Linked DNA regions of Zea mays: regions 1 and 3 are each linked to region 2. The links are chromatin contacts, called in public Hi-C maps. All regions are on one chromosome and are shown on one strand. Each heading gives the region's core, a stretch centred on a gene start, on an enhancer-like site or on the middle of the called end of the contact. The rest is flanking DNA. Distances are from core to core; before and after follow the strand shown. Region 1 holds the start of LOC100216827. Region 2 holds the start of LOC100286118 (protein transport protein Sec61 beta subunit). Region 3 holds the start of LOC118472175.

Evidence for each region. Hi-C and Micro-C count contacts between places; a contact is called where the count stands out from the background.
Region 1: a Hi-C map of ear shows a contact between it and region 2, with 2.9 times the contacts expected there. The contact joins the promoter of LOC100216827 here to the promoter of LOC100286118 in region 2. A contact is called at or near these places in 3 of 25 Hi-C or Micro-C datasets (bundle sheath, ear and endosperm).
Region 3: a Hi-C map of ear shows a contact between it and region 2, with 2.4 times the contacts expected there. The contact joins the promoter of LOC118472175 here to the promoter of LOC100286118 in region 2. A contact is called at or near these places in 2 of 25 Hi-C or Micro-C datasets (ear and endosperm).

What each region holds. Positions count from the first base shown.
Region 1 is chr6:43,540,517-43,544,739 of Zm-B73-REFERENCE-NAM-5.0, reverse strand. LOC100216827 reads right to left here and starts at 1,817. Exons shown (of 8, transcript NM_001143222.1): 1 at 1,457-1,817.
Region 2 is chr6:42,961,525-42,965,585 of Zm-B73-REFERENCE-NAM-5.0, reverse strand. It overlaps LOC100286118 (protein transport protein Sec61 beta subunit), which reads right to left and starts at 1,659. Exons shown (of 1, transcript NM_001398709.1): 1 at 883-1,659. The coding sequence starts at 1,560. The coding sequence ends at 1,234.
Region 3 is chr6:43,706,350-43,710,520 of Zm-B73-REFERENCE-NAM-5.0, reverse strand. It overlaps LOC118472175, which reads left to right and starts at 2,021. Exons shown (of 2, transcript XM_035959908.1): 1 at 2,021-2,456. The coding sequence starts at 2,144.

The DNA.
Region 1 (4,223 bases), core at 568-3,067, 580 kb before region 2:
GGTTAAGTTGATTTGAATTGGTCTTCGAGGAGAAGGAAGAACACACATTGTAACACTCATGACAGAGTCCAACATTGACCACGTGTGGTAACACGGTCCATACCGAAGACATGGTCCACCAGCAATTACACTAGGAAGAGTTGATATGTGTTCCTTTGTCATAAAAAAATATCTCAAACGAATTCAACATTGTTAGGCTGATGCACATGTGCACGAATATAATCGCAGCCTTTAAAATCAGATCTAACGGTGCACAGTATCAGGAGTTCCCTACAAAACAAACCAACCAGGGATGGAAGGGGATTTTTTTTAAAAAAAATACATTAGATCTAACTTTGAAGACTAGGATTCTATATGTGTACTAGATATCATCCCTAATAACTATACAATAAAGGCACATAAACAGACAACAGACACACGCACGCAAAAAAAATAACGTATGGTAAACATTGATGCAGCACCTGCAACGTTACGTATGGCACGGCAGCATATTAAAACATAGTTATTACGCATGATGCAATAACCTGGAGGAGTAGTGGGATGTGAAGTAGCGCGCAGCGCGCGTCGTGTGCTCAGTCTATGGATAATGCAAGTGTATAGAGAGATTTTTCGTGAGGCAAGTTTCCATGGAATAATGGTGTTCATTGCAGAGGACTAATGGTGTTCGTTGCAGAGGACTAGCCGTGTAACGAACACGGCGCCTGTTGGAGGGTGGCCAAGTTGAGATACGGATCCGTGGAGTTCCATACACGGCGTGGGTGGAAAAATGTGGCAGCCAATAAATACTCGACCAAATCAACGGGATGGACTAAAATACGCTCATTATTATTGTACGAATGCAGGGAGGGGAATTGGTGGCAGGGCAGGGCAGGCCAAACCATGCCAGGCAGGCAGGCGTCAGTCGGGATTTGAATCGCGCCCGCGTATTTGTTGACGTGGCGTCGGGACGCGGCAAGGTTAATCGGAGAAGTGAGCGCCGCCGTTGCTGCACACGCACGCGATCTAAATTACTTTTGTTTGTTCAGTTTTTTTTTCTAAAAGGAAAAAAAAGTTATGGCGAGAGATCCACCAGCAAGCTTGTTTCGTTTGAGTTTGGACAGAAGAATCGCTTTCGAAATCGCTGGAGACGTAACAAGGTCCGGAGGGGAGCGTGAGATCGGCCATTTGGAGCGAAAATCAAGTGAAAGTCGCTCCGCGGCTGGTGGAGAGAACGAAAACGAAGAACGGGCAGCAACCGGGAGCAACGGCGCGCGCGCGGGCTGCGCATCCTATCCCTACCACGCCACACCACAGCACACCACATAGAGCGGGAGCGGTCAGGTAATCGGAGAGTCGAAGCGGAACGATACGGGGGCATCGATCTAGCACGCAGCAAGCTGCCTGGGGCCTGGGGGCGGGGCGGCGAGGAACCGGGCTGGAGAAGAAGGAGGAGGGGGACGAAGATGTGGTAACGCACCTGGGTCAGCGGCGGCGGCGGCCAAATCTGGGGAGGCGCCGACGGGGAAAGAAACCCTAGGATGGCACGCGACGACGGAGCCGGGATGGAGTGGGCGGAGCAGTGGTTCGGCTTTGGTTTTAAAGCGGCGGAGCGGAGGACCGACAGAGAGAGAGAGACGGTGTCACGGTGGCATGGTGGAACGGGAATCGGGAACACGGTCGTCCTTCCCGCTTCCTCGCGCTGTGTGGGTTCAGTGGGCCCCTCCTCTCGTCTTTTCCGCGTCTCTAGCTCTAGCCACGCTTCCGTTTCATGTCTACGGGGACACGGTCTACCTAGTAGCTCCTGTAGCCTGTGGGTGCGTTGCTCAGGTAGTAGTACTTACCAGCCAGAGGTGGAAGAAGCCCCCACCACCCGGTGTAATTGCATGCGTACCCCTGCGACGTGCGCGGAGCCGGAGACGCACTACGCACGCAGGGACAGGGGGAGGATGCGAGGAGAGTCGGAAGCCGGAAGGGTGTTTCTGCGATTTCTACTCACAGGGTCAGGCCGTCAGGGTGGGGGCCAGCCGGCGGAGACGCGCGCCTTCTTCGCCAATACGCCTCCACGTGGCGCACACTACCGATCGACTGGTGAGGGTGTCGGTGCGTTTTCTTTTCTTTTTTTTGTTTTTGTAAGAAAACGAGTGATAATAATTAATTGCTGCCTCCGCGCAGGAAGAATATGCGTGGGATGGGATCCGATTCGGGCGGATGCTTGGAGTTGGCTGGCGTAGAAGCGAAGCGACGCCTGCTCTGCTCTGCTCTGCTCTGCTCTGCTCCGCTGCCCCCATCCGTCGGCGGCACCGTCGTCGCGGCGACGGGCGACCAACAGCGAAGCGATTTTGCAAGCCAAGCGTGGTGGTGTCGGTCGCACGTCGTCGGTGGCGCAGGGTAAATGCGACGCAGCGCTCTGACGGGCACGGCGCACTGGCGGGCGCGGGCGCAGGCGTAGCCGGTGGAGGCGCGACCACGACCAGTTGCGTTGCGTGCGGTGAGACCAATGGCTGCGTCACCGTCCCGCTCTCGCCTCACCCGTCGGTGACCAGGCCAGCTCCGACCGACGACCGACGACCGGACGCCCATCCACCACCATCCAGCAGGCACGATGGAGCCTGGTGTACGCGGGCACACACGGCTGATGACTAGACCTCGAGACCGAATGGATCCCTTCCCTTCCCCTGCGTGGCTGGCACGCGTCTCACCGTTGCCCGGTCATTCGGCTAGTGGCGCCAACACACGGCCAAGATTAATTTATTATTTATTAAGCCAACAAGTACAGCCAGCGGAAAACAAAAAAAAAGTCTTCGTCGTCCCTTCCCTCGACGTCATGGCATGCACGACGGCCACACAGGACATACGTACAGTACTCCCTCCGTTCCAAATAACGAGATATTCCGACTTATTAAAAAAAGTCAAAGTATCTAGAACTTTTCATATACTTAATAAAAACATTATGATATCTACCTAGTATTATAGGTAGTAATTTACTATATAAATTTGATTAGATTTACTGAGGAAGTACTATGATGTAGCAGTAGTAACATATAATAAAGGATCCACTGCTAGTGCACTAGTAGAGTATGTTATTTTATTTGTCGGGCCACGGGATCAAACGTAGGCCCAACAAATAAAACATTTCACCAGAGCATCCAATAGTTCTCTAAAAACACTCACTAAACTTATGTTTAGCAAGCTGCTAAATAGTTATTGAAAGTAAAAAATAGCTTGGTCTACTATAGTTTCTAATACTTAGGGAGTAATTCGATTTTGAATCTAGTTTTGGTAGATCTATTCCTGTCGAACCTGTCTAACGACGCGATCGAGAGTAGATCATGTCGAGGGCGGAGGACAAGGCCGTTCGGCGCGACCTGTGTGGGAGCAGTGGTCCGGTAGCGTGGTATATAGGACGGCCGGTGGTCTGACGGCGGAGAAGAAGCTTGTGTCACGTGCGCTAGATCTAGCTGCCTCGCTGCGTGAGAAAGGGGAAAAGATTTAAGAGTGTCACACCCGGCTTTAAGGAACAAAGCCAGGTGCATCTCATACATGCGCCAAGAAGACAACATATATAATAACAGAGTGTATAGAGATAAATATCATTAAACATCAGAGTAATTATTACATAGCGGAAGACTTATTACAAAATAAAAGTATAACCATAAAGCGAACTAAGGATCGACGGCGCCAATGTCGACTGGGAAACGCCACCTAGATCAGATCATACTCCTCGCCTTGTGGCTCCTCTTGAACCACCTGCTCTTCTCCTGTGGGGGGGGTGTGAGACAGCAAGGGTGAGCTCACACATGATCATCGCTCAACAAGTTGTGGGGAATAATGTAACATGAACTCACCAAAGGTGGGAGCTCATGGAGTGTAAGGCTTATCAAAGAGAATGGTTAAAGCTGAGCATTGCTTTTAATGTTGGTCAAACTTTTATTAGCAATTACTAGATGTAAGTAAATACCAAACCTTAATAAATAATAGAACAAAATTAATAATAAACCCATGCATATATGCAAATGACAAAATTGAATTTAAGTTCCATAATTTAATCATCAGAGAGTCCTGAGCTGCTCATGACCGTGAGCTCGGCTAGTATACCAGTTTTACACTCTGCAGAGGTTGTACCCTTTACCCACAAGTCATGTTACCCATCTGCCAAGGGGTCGCGAATCCCATACACCTCTACCTAGGAAGCGCGGCAGGGCAACACTACGAGGCCTTTACAAAGTTCCACTAGCTTCCGAAAA
Region 2 (4,061 bases), core at 410-2,909:
AGATCATTATCCATTCATCATTTGTTCTGTCAAAGGTTGATACTCAAAGGGTTTTTCCCACAATGGGAGACACACACACACCATCAATATTACTTGTAGCGTTAAGTTTAAATCCACCATTACAAATTCAATCAACAGCTAGAAACAGTTAAGTCATTTGATGATGCAAATATTAGCTACGGTGGACAGTGTTACTGTTATCATGAAAAACAGTGTGAACCCTTGGCCAATCAGTTCATACCCATGCCCACTGTGCTTAAACCTTCCAAAGATCAGCTCATACCAGCAATCAGCCCATGCCCAATGCAATAAGGAATGCCTAGAGCTGTCAGATGCATGTTAAGTCTAACTTGTAGGTTTACAAATCAACCAACACCAAGGGATTGATTCGGACCTCAGAACTACATTTCCAAATAAATCCTGAATATAATCCTGCTCGCACTAACATCATGTTGAATACAACTACCTGTACAACTTTATAATAACATATGTTCCTTGTCAGAGAATCACTCAGGGCTTGTGTTGTTGCATGCGGATTGGAATGGATTGAGGGGGCATAAAATCCCTTGCTACCAAACAAGCCCTCAAAATAACATCTTGATACACATATTCTCCCTGATACTACCAAGCAAGTTACAAACCAATGAACCATAGACAACAGCCAAGCTATAATTTCAGAAGAAAAGCTTGCTGTAAAAGAAAAACACTGACAAATTATAGGAGCACACGGCATGATATAGAATTATGGCGGTTGAAGGCTAGTAGCAGCTAAGTGTGATAGGTGAAGCGAGATCTCCGTGGCCTAATTAGGAGTACAGGCAGACAAACAATCGAACTCCCAGTTAGGTAACAATACCAAGCAAGTGCAGAAAGTAATTAATGGAGCACATCTAAGTTAGGAAGATGCACGTGTAACTGGTGATCTCACAAGCAGAATTACAAGAAAAAACTAGACATAATTATTCCTTGCATCAAACAGTAATAATTCTTAGGGTAAGGGAAGGGAAGAAAATAACAGAAAGGGCCCCCATTAAGATGACATGTACGGTTTCCATCTGCAGATCTAGCTGAGATCTAAGTTGAGAAAGTAAGGATCAAGCAAAAGCTAGGCAACATAACAAGCTGGGCTTCTCCCCATACATAATTCATCACCCAAAAAAAAGTCACCGTCTGATCTGGTAGTCTGATCCGTTGTGTGGATCCACAAGAGCGGTGGGACCGGACCGGATCGGATCACGCGGAGGCCGCGGCCGTGCGGGAGCGGTAGAGCTTGCCGAAGATGTGGAGGGCGGTGACGAAGCCGATGAAGCAGAGCGACATGACGAGCACCATGGTGGGCGAGAGGCGGAGGCCCGGCGCCTCGTCGGTGTAGAAGCGGAGCATGTTGCTCCCGCCGGCCCCGGAGAAGCCGCCTCCCCCGGCGCTAGAGGTGGCGCGGCGGCGGCGCATCCCGGCGGCCGCCGCGGCCGTGCCGCGCGGGCCGACGGTGGCCGGTCGCGCGCCGCCGCCGCCGCCGCCGCCACCGACGGAGGACTGCGACTGCGAGGAGGAGCGGGCCATGGCTGACTGCGAGGAGGACGGAAGAACTCGCTCGGAGGATTCAGGATCGGGATCTGTACCGCTCGCTGCTCAACAAGTCCCCCAGCTGCTTCGTCGTTGTCGGAACGAGGCGCCGAGTCGGGAAGGAGCCAAGGAGGGATAAAGCTCGTGGGTGGGCAGGCTATTGGCCTATTGCCGTGCGACTGCTGCTTGTTGGGCCTTACCTAACCTGAAGACATGTGTTGGCCCACATACTTGTAAATAGCAAGACACAGCCCACGAGTCACAAATCGGCTGTCAACCTGCGACTATGCTTTGCCGGTTTATCCTCCTTTCCGGACTCTGGGCTATAGCTGGCCATTTCATTTCATAACAAATGGAGAAAAATACCTGCTCGGCCCAAAAACGTGTTGGGCTTTCAGATTGTCTTTATTAGATTTGGAGCTATGCTTGCACATTGTTCAAAATTTTTGAGCCTAGCCCCATACAGAACAATATAATCCTAGCCCATTTGATACATTGGGGGCCTAAGGTCCGTTTGATTTGAGTGACTAAAGATTAGTCCATTCATTTTAGTCTCATTTAGTCTCTAAATTACTAAATGGTGTGAGTAAAATAGGGACTAAACTGCTTTAGTCTCTAGTCCCTCAAGGAATGACTAAAAGAGACTAAATCATATTAATTCCACTTTTTGCTCATCATTTATTTCAACTTCACTAATTGCGGGAGAATGGTAAAGGTATTTTGGTCTTCCTATGATTCATTTCATGTGTTATGAATACTTTTAGTTTATACAACCAAACAGATATGGACTAAACTTTAGTCCTCTAACTAAACTTTAGTCTCTAGACTAAAGGAACCAAACAGACTCTAAATAAAATGTTAAATCAGCCGGTTAGAATATATAATTATCCATATAAAGTTGCATTCCACTAAGGACCAAATCCACCATTTCCAGTTTGCTGAACAGCTGCTTCTAACTGCCACAAAAACAATAGATAGTACGATTACATGAGCCTATACGCAAGTTGATCATTGCATACACATAATGTCAGCTGATCAGATTGAACTACACAAAGCAAGCTATCTACCACATACCAGCTCCTAGCTTGTAGAATGCAACTTGTGGCACATTATAGTACTTTGTTCTGAGCTTCCATTCTCCAACATGTAGAAATTAGACTAGTCATTTTTTTAACTCATAGATTTTAATATAGCCGTTTAATAATTATAATTTACACGGTCTATTTATCCAGGTAGTTTTACCCACCAAACTCTTGTGGAGATCAAACTACTGTCTCTAGATATCTCTTATTTAGAATTTCACTTTACTAATTATTGTGTTGTACATTGAGTCTTTATTGAAATGGTTTTTTTTCCTTCCAACTCGTTGTATGGAAATAAATCAAACTGTTGCTAGTTTGATTTACATTGAGTCTTTATATTAGTATGCTGTTCACTGTGGATGCTACAGTGCACTTGCATTGTAGCAGTGGATGCAGCGTGATGGCTTCAGCTAGCAAGTAGCAACCAAGAACTGAGAAACGCAGCACGCATGGATTATTAAACAGATGCATGCTGTGCTGCTTGCTGACGAGAGTGTGTTGATCTGGCAAATAAAGCAAATTAAATTAGTAAAGAAGATACAACAGCTGCAGTTCTCCACGTACATACATGACACTACTACGACTACTCTAATTACATGCATACTTCAACGCCTGCAAGCAGAGTTGCACTGGAACTTTGCTTCCCTAGCTGTTGTTTAATCTCTAGCAAGAGGCAGGTGATATAGCACACACATGATCACCACCATGCGTCTAAGCTAATTATTATATCCCAGGCAGGCCTCAAGATTCGTTGTGTAGCAGCAGCATTAGTAATAATAGCTTAGTCGGAGATGACACAGATACATGCATGCATACATGAGGGAGAGGAATCTCTTTTTCTACTAGCTAGTGCAAGTTTGTTTGACAAAAGCTGAGAGCTCTCTGCTGAGCCCACAATACTGTTGTCTATTACTAGGGGTGCTTATTGCATGCATCTGTCAACGACTATACATGTGCTCATCTTACCTCACCAAAGCGTAATGAAAGATAAATATAGCGTTTTCTACCATTTCACCGCGATGGATGGTTAAATAAATCGGCCTTTAATCAAGAGCGAAAGGGCATATATATAGCCTAGCTGTGTAGTACTTTACAAGAATGAGCGCATATATATAGAGTGGCTTATTAGCAGCATCGTCTTACGTTCTGAATCTGACGACTCATCGTGGGAGCAAATATTTTCAGGGTTTAACGGTGTTGAGCTTTCAGTACGTGGACAACGCTTCAAATGCAAAGTAGGTCTACAATATATATTCAAATATATGATATTCACCATGTCGACATTATATCTGTATTGCTGAGAATGCCGTCAGCTACACTACCGGACACAGACGGCAAAAAGCCTAAAATACTCGGCGAAGTCCGCAAAGAAGTCTTGGTAAACTGTATATCGGCAATGGCTTCTTTACCAAGTAT
Region 3 (4,171 bases), core at 772-3,271, 740 kb before region 2:
TAGAGTGATCTCTTTGAATTGCTTGATGGACTATTAGGTGAGGAGCACTGGGTACTTGTATTTCTTGACTTGCTTCCTCCTCTTGATGTTCTTTCTCATCTCCCCCTTGATGTATGCTCCCGTATTGAGCTTGCTCATTATCTTGATTTTGTTCACCATCTTCTTGAGCTAGCTCTTCATCTTGAGTTAGAGGATATTCTTGTGTGGATGAAGATGGTTGATCTTGTGCTTGAGTTGACTCTTGTGGTTCTTGTGGGCACACATCCCTAATGGACATGTTCCTTAGCACGGTACAACTTGAGAGTCGTTAGTCTCATCAAACACAACGTCATAAGAAACTTCAACTCATCTGGTGGATTTATTAAAGACTCTATATGCCCTTGTGTTTGAGTCATAACCAAGTAAAAAGCCTTCTACTACTTTAGGATAAAATCTAGAATTTCTACCTCTTTAATAAGAATAAACCATTTACCCCCGAAGACTCTAAAATATGAAACATTGGGTTTTTTGCCGGTAAGGAGTTTATAGGATGTTTTTGTGAGGATTTGGTGGAGATATAACTGGTTGATGGTGTAGCAAGTCGTGTTGACAGTCTCCACCCAAAATCGATCTGAACTCTTATAATCTTCAAGCATGGTTCTTGCCATATCCATTAGAGTTCGATTCTTCCTCTTTACAACACCATTTTGTTGTGGTGTGTAGGGAGAAGAGAACTCATGCTTAATTCCCTTCTCTTCAAGAAATTTTTTTCAATTTGAGCATTCTTGAACTCCATTTTGTTATCACTTCGAATCTTCTTAATTCTTAAGCCAAACTCATTTTGAGCTCTTCTCAAGAATCCCTTCAAAGTCCCTTTGGTTTTAGATTTATCCTTTAAAAAGAACACCCAAGTGAAGCGAGGATAATCATCCTCAATAACTAAACCATACTTTTTCCTCGTCGATGCTTATGTAAGCAATTGGGTCGAATAAATCCATGTGAAGGAGCTCTAGTGGTCTCTCTGTCATCATGATGTTCTTGTGTGGATGATGTCTCCCAGCTTGCTTTTTTTGCTTGACATGCACTACAAGTCCTATATTTCTCAAAATGCACACTGGTTAGTGTAAAGCCCAAAATTTGTATAAAAATAAATAAATAAAAATTAAAGTGAGATATCTCAAATTATAACTGAGTTTTGAATTTTGAAGACTGAATTTTAAAATCAAGAATTAACTTAGAAAAGAAGTAATAGAAAGGTTTTCTGTTCAATTAAATGATTATTCATTTCATTAATGATACTCTATAAGCATTTATTTAAATGAGTATTAAATTTTGATGACTCAAATCTAGGCGAGACGTTTAAAATTAATGTTTATAAAAAACTCAGGAAAATAATAATAATAATAAAATTGTCCGCCAATAATAATTTCCTTCCTTCATAAAGTAAATCTCAAAAAAATCTAAAAATAATTTATTTATCCCTTTGGCAAGATAATATATTTCTAAATTTTTTCTCTTAAAGATCTTATACACCAGAATTATCTTTCCTAAAATACATGTTTTGTGGATACACATTAAGAAAACATTTGCATAAAAAGAGATGGTAAATAAATAAATATCATAAATTATATTGTGCATGCTGGATTTCTTTTGTTTTGCATCAAGTTTAAATTCAAACCCAGTTTTGAATTTGAAATTGAATAGAAATGCAAAATAAAAAGAAAAGGAAAATAATAAGGAAAATTGTGCCTGGGCCCCTTTCTTCCCTGGCCGGGCCATTTTTTCCCAGCCCATCTCCACTTTCCCTCATCCACGTGGCCCACTCGCTAGCCATTCCTACCGCATGGGCTCATGTGTGTGGTGACTACGTGTGGGACCATCCTGTAAGGTGCTTTCCCCTTCCCCCGTTCGCTTGGCTCAGCCCAATCTCAACTAATCACACCATGATCGTCGGGCCGTTGCAATGGCCAGCCATACCCGATGATTGCGGATCCTTGGGACTCTGGGCCATATAAATCCAGGCGCACGACCTCCTCTCCTTCTGGCCACCCATTGCGCTCGGCATCCAGTGCCCTTGCTCCTCTTCATTGGCGGTTGAGGGGAACTCCCTCCATGGACGAGCCTCCTTCCATGTCAAAACTCCTTCCACCGCTGCTCCGCCACCATGGACGCGTCGTCTTCTGCCATGCTCTTCTACTCAGTCTCTAGCTCTCCGATCGTGCTCCCTCCCTCGTGTGTCTCCATGTCCATCTGGAACCCGTCAACCGAAGCAGTGACATACTACTCGATTAATGCTCCAACCAGGTTCGGCTGCCGCCCGCCTCATCGACGCGGCATGGCCCTCCACCTCCATCCTCAAGCACGCCGACGTCTAGGCGTTCTTACCTGCCTCCTTCACGATCCACTCTTGTTGCAGCGACAACAGTCTGTGGTGGCGTTCTGCTGCAACGGCTTAGCTCGTCACTGCCCCGGTCACGGTATGTTGTCCGTACTTGAGTTTGCGAGTTTGTCATCTTTTAGTATCATGTGGTTTCGGGTGCGCCGGGTCACTGGATATCGGGCGAGTGGGGGCACCGGCTATGGCGCCGCCTAAAGCTCATGGCATGTCACTAGTCGGTAGAGAGAGAAGGTGAGGAAGAAGAGAGAATCAGAACCATCCATCTTGGCAGGGGTGGTCCAGATCAGTTTGGGACTACCCCTTCGCTCGGATTAAATATGACCGTCGGATCTTAGCCAGTAGATCACGACTAAGCGGTTGAGATTAGATCGAGGAATACCCTTTCACCGGTTGCATTTGAGTCATTGGATCGCGGGTGTGCGGCCGAGATCGGATCTAGTCATCGTGGGTTTTGGGCCGTTGGATCTAATCTAGGTGGCTCGTAACAAAGAATACCCCTTCGGCTGGGTACTTCTCTTAAAGAACCCCTGTGCTTTTTCGTATTTAACCCGCCGTCCAGCGCATGGCGTTCTGAATCTGGGAACTTTTGCGGAGTAGCCCTTGAGCTTTTGGTTATTTATGCGCGCAGTCTGAGGTAAATAGAAACTAGAGAATTTAAAGTAGAAAATGCTTTTCTTATGTTAAAATAAATCCAGAATTTGCATAATTCATATTTAATTTATTTTAGCTCCAAATTAATTTATTTCAGTTGCAATAAATTCATGATAATATTATTTATTATCTAGTAACCTTATTTTAGTATGAAACATATAGTTAAATAATATGCCCTTGATTTGTTTTGTATCTACCACATAAAACTTCGGAAAATCATAACTAATTTATTTTAACTCTGATTTGGTCCGTTCAAGTTATGTTAGATTCATATAAATATTTACTACACTGTAACAGTAATATTCATACCAAGTTGCATAATTTATAGTTAGATATTATTTAACCTATATCTACTAGAATAACTCTTCTAAATCAAATCTAACATGTCCGTAATTTTAATTTGATTAAAATATGATCTCTATTCAGGTTATAATTAAAACTAATGTTAATTTAATTATTTATAGAATATTTTCTAGTATGGTTTACTCTAATCAATTTATCATATAGTTTAATAGTTAAATCACATAGATCTTCTATAAACCATAACTCCTTAATCGTAATTCCGATTTTAGCGGTTCTCGAGCCCACGATTTCATAATAGCTCGTAGATTATTATTATTCAGTTTGTACTTATGTTTGATGTGATGTTAATTTTTCCTATACCATGTTTGTTTGTATTGGTACGACTAGCAGTGAGGTCACGAGAATCTGAGGATCATCCCGGTACCTGGAATCTCAAATCCCATGCAAGTTGTGCCCTTGATCACTTCCATTTACCCAATAATGTTCTTTAATATCACTTATTCATACATAGGTTTAATTTTGATGGGACCCAATAGGTCACCCTAGTCTGATTATCTTTTATCTTGTTTACCCCTGAATCACTTGGGTAGTTTTGTTATTGCTTTATATGGTTTTGGGTTAATATTTCATTGTATCCATGTTCCAATTATTCTGTTATTTTATTTATGTTCATGTCAAGATCATCATTATCTTTAATTGGAACATGGAGCTTAACTTGAGAAACATGTGCCACCACAAGGGTGGAATGGGACGTCCTTGGCTGACTAATTAGGAAAGCTAGTGGAAGACTACCTTACCCGAAAGGGGCAAGGGCAGTAGGGGAGTTGCATGCAGGGAGGT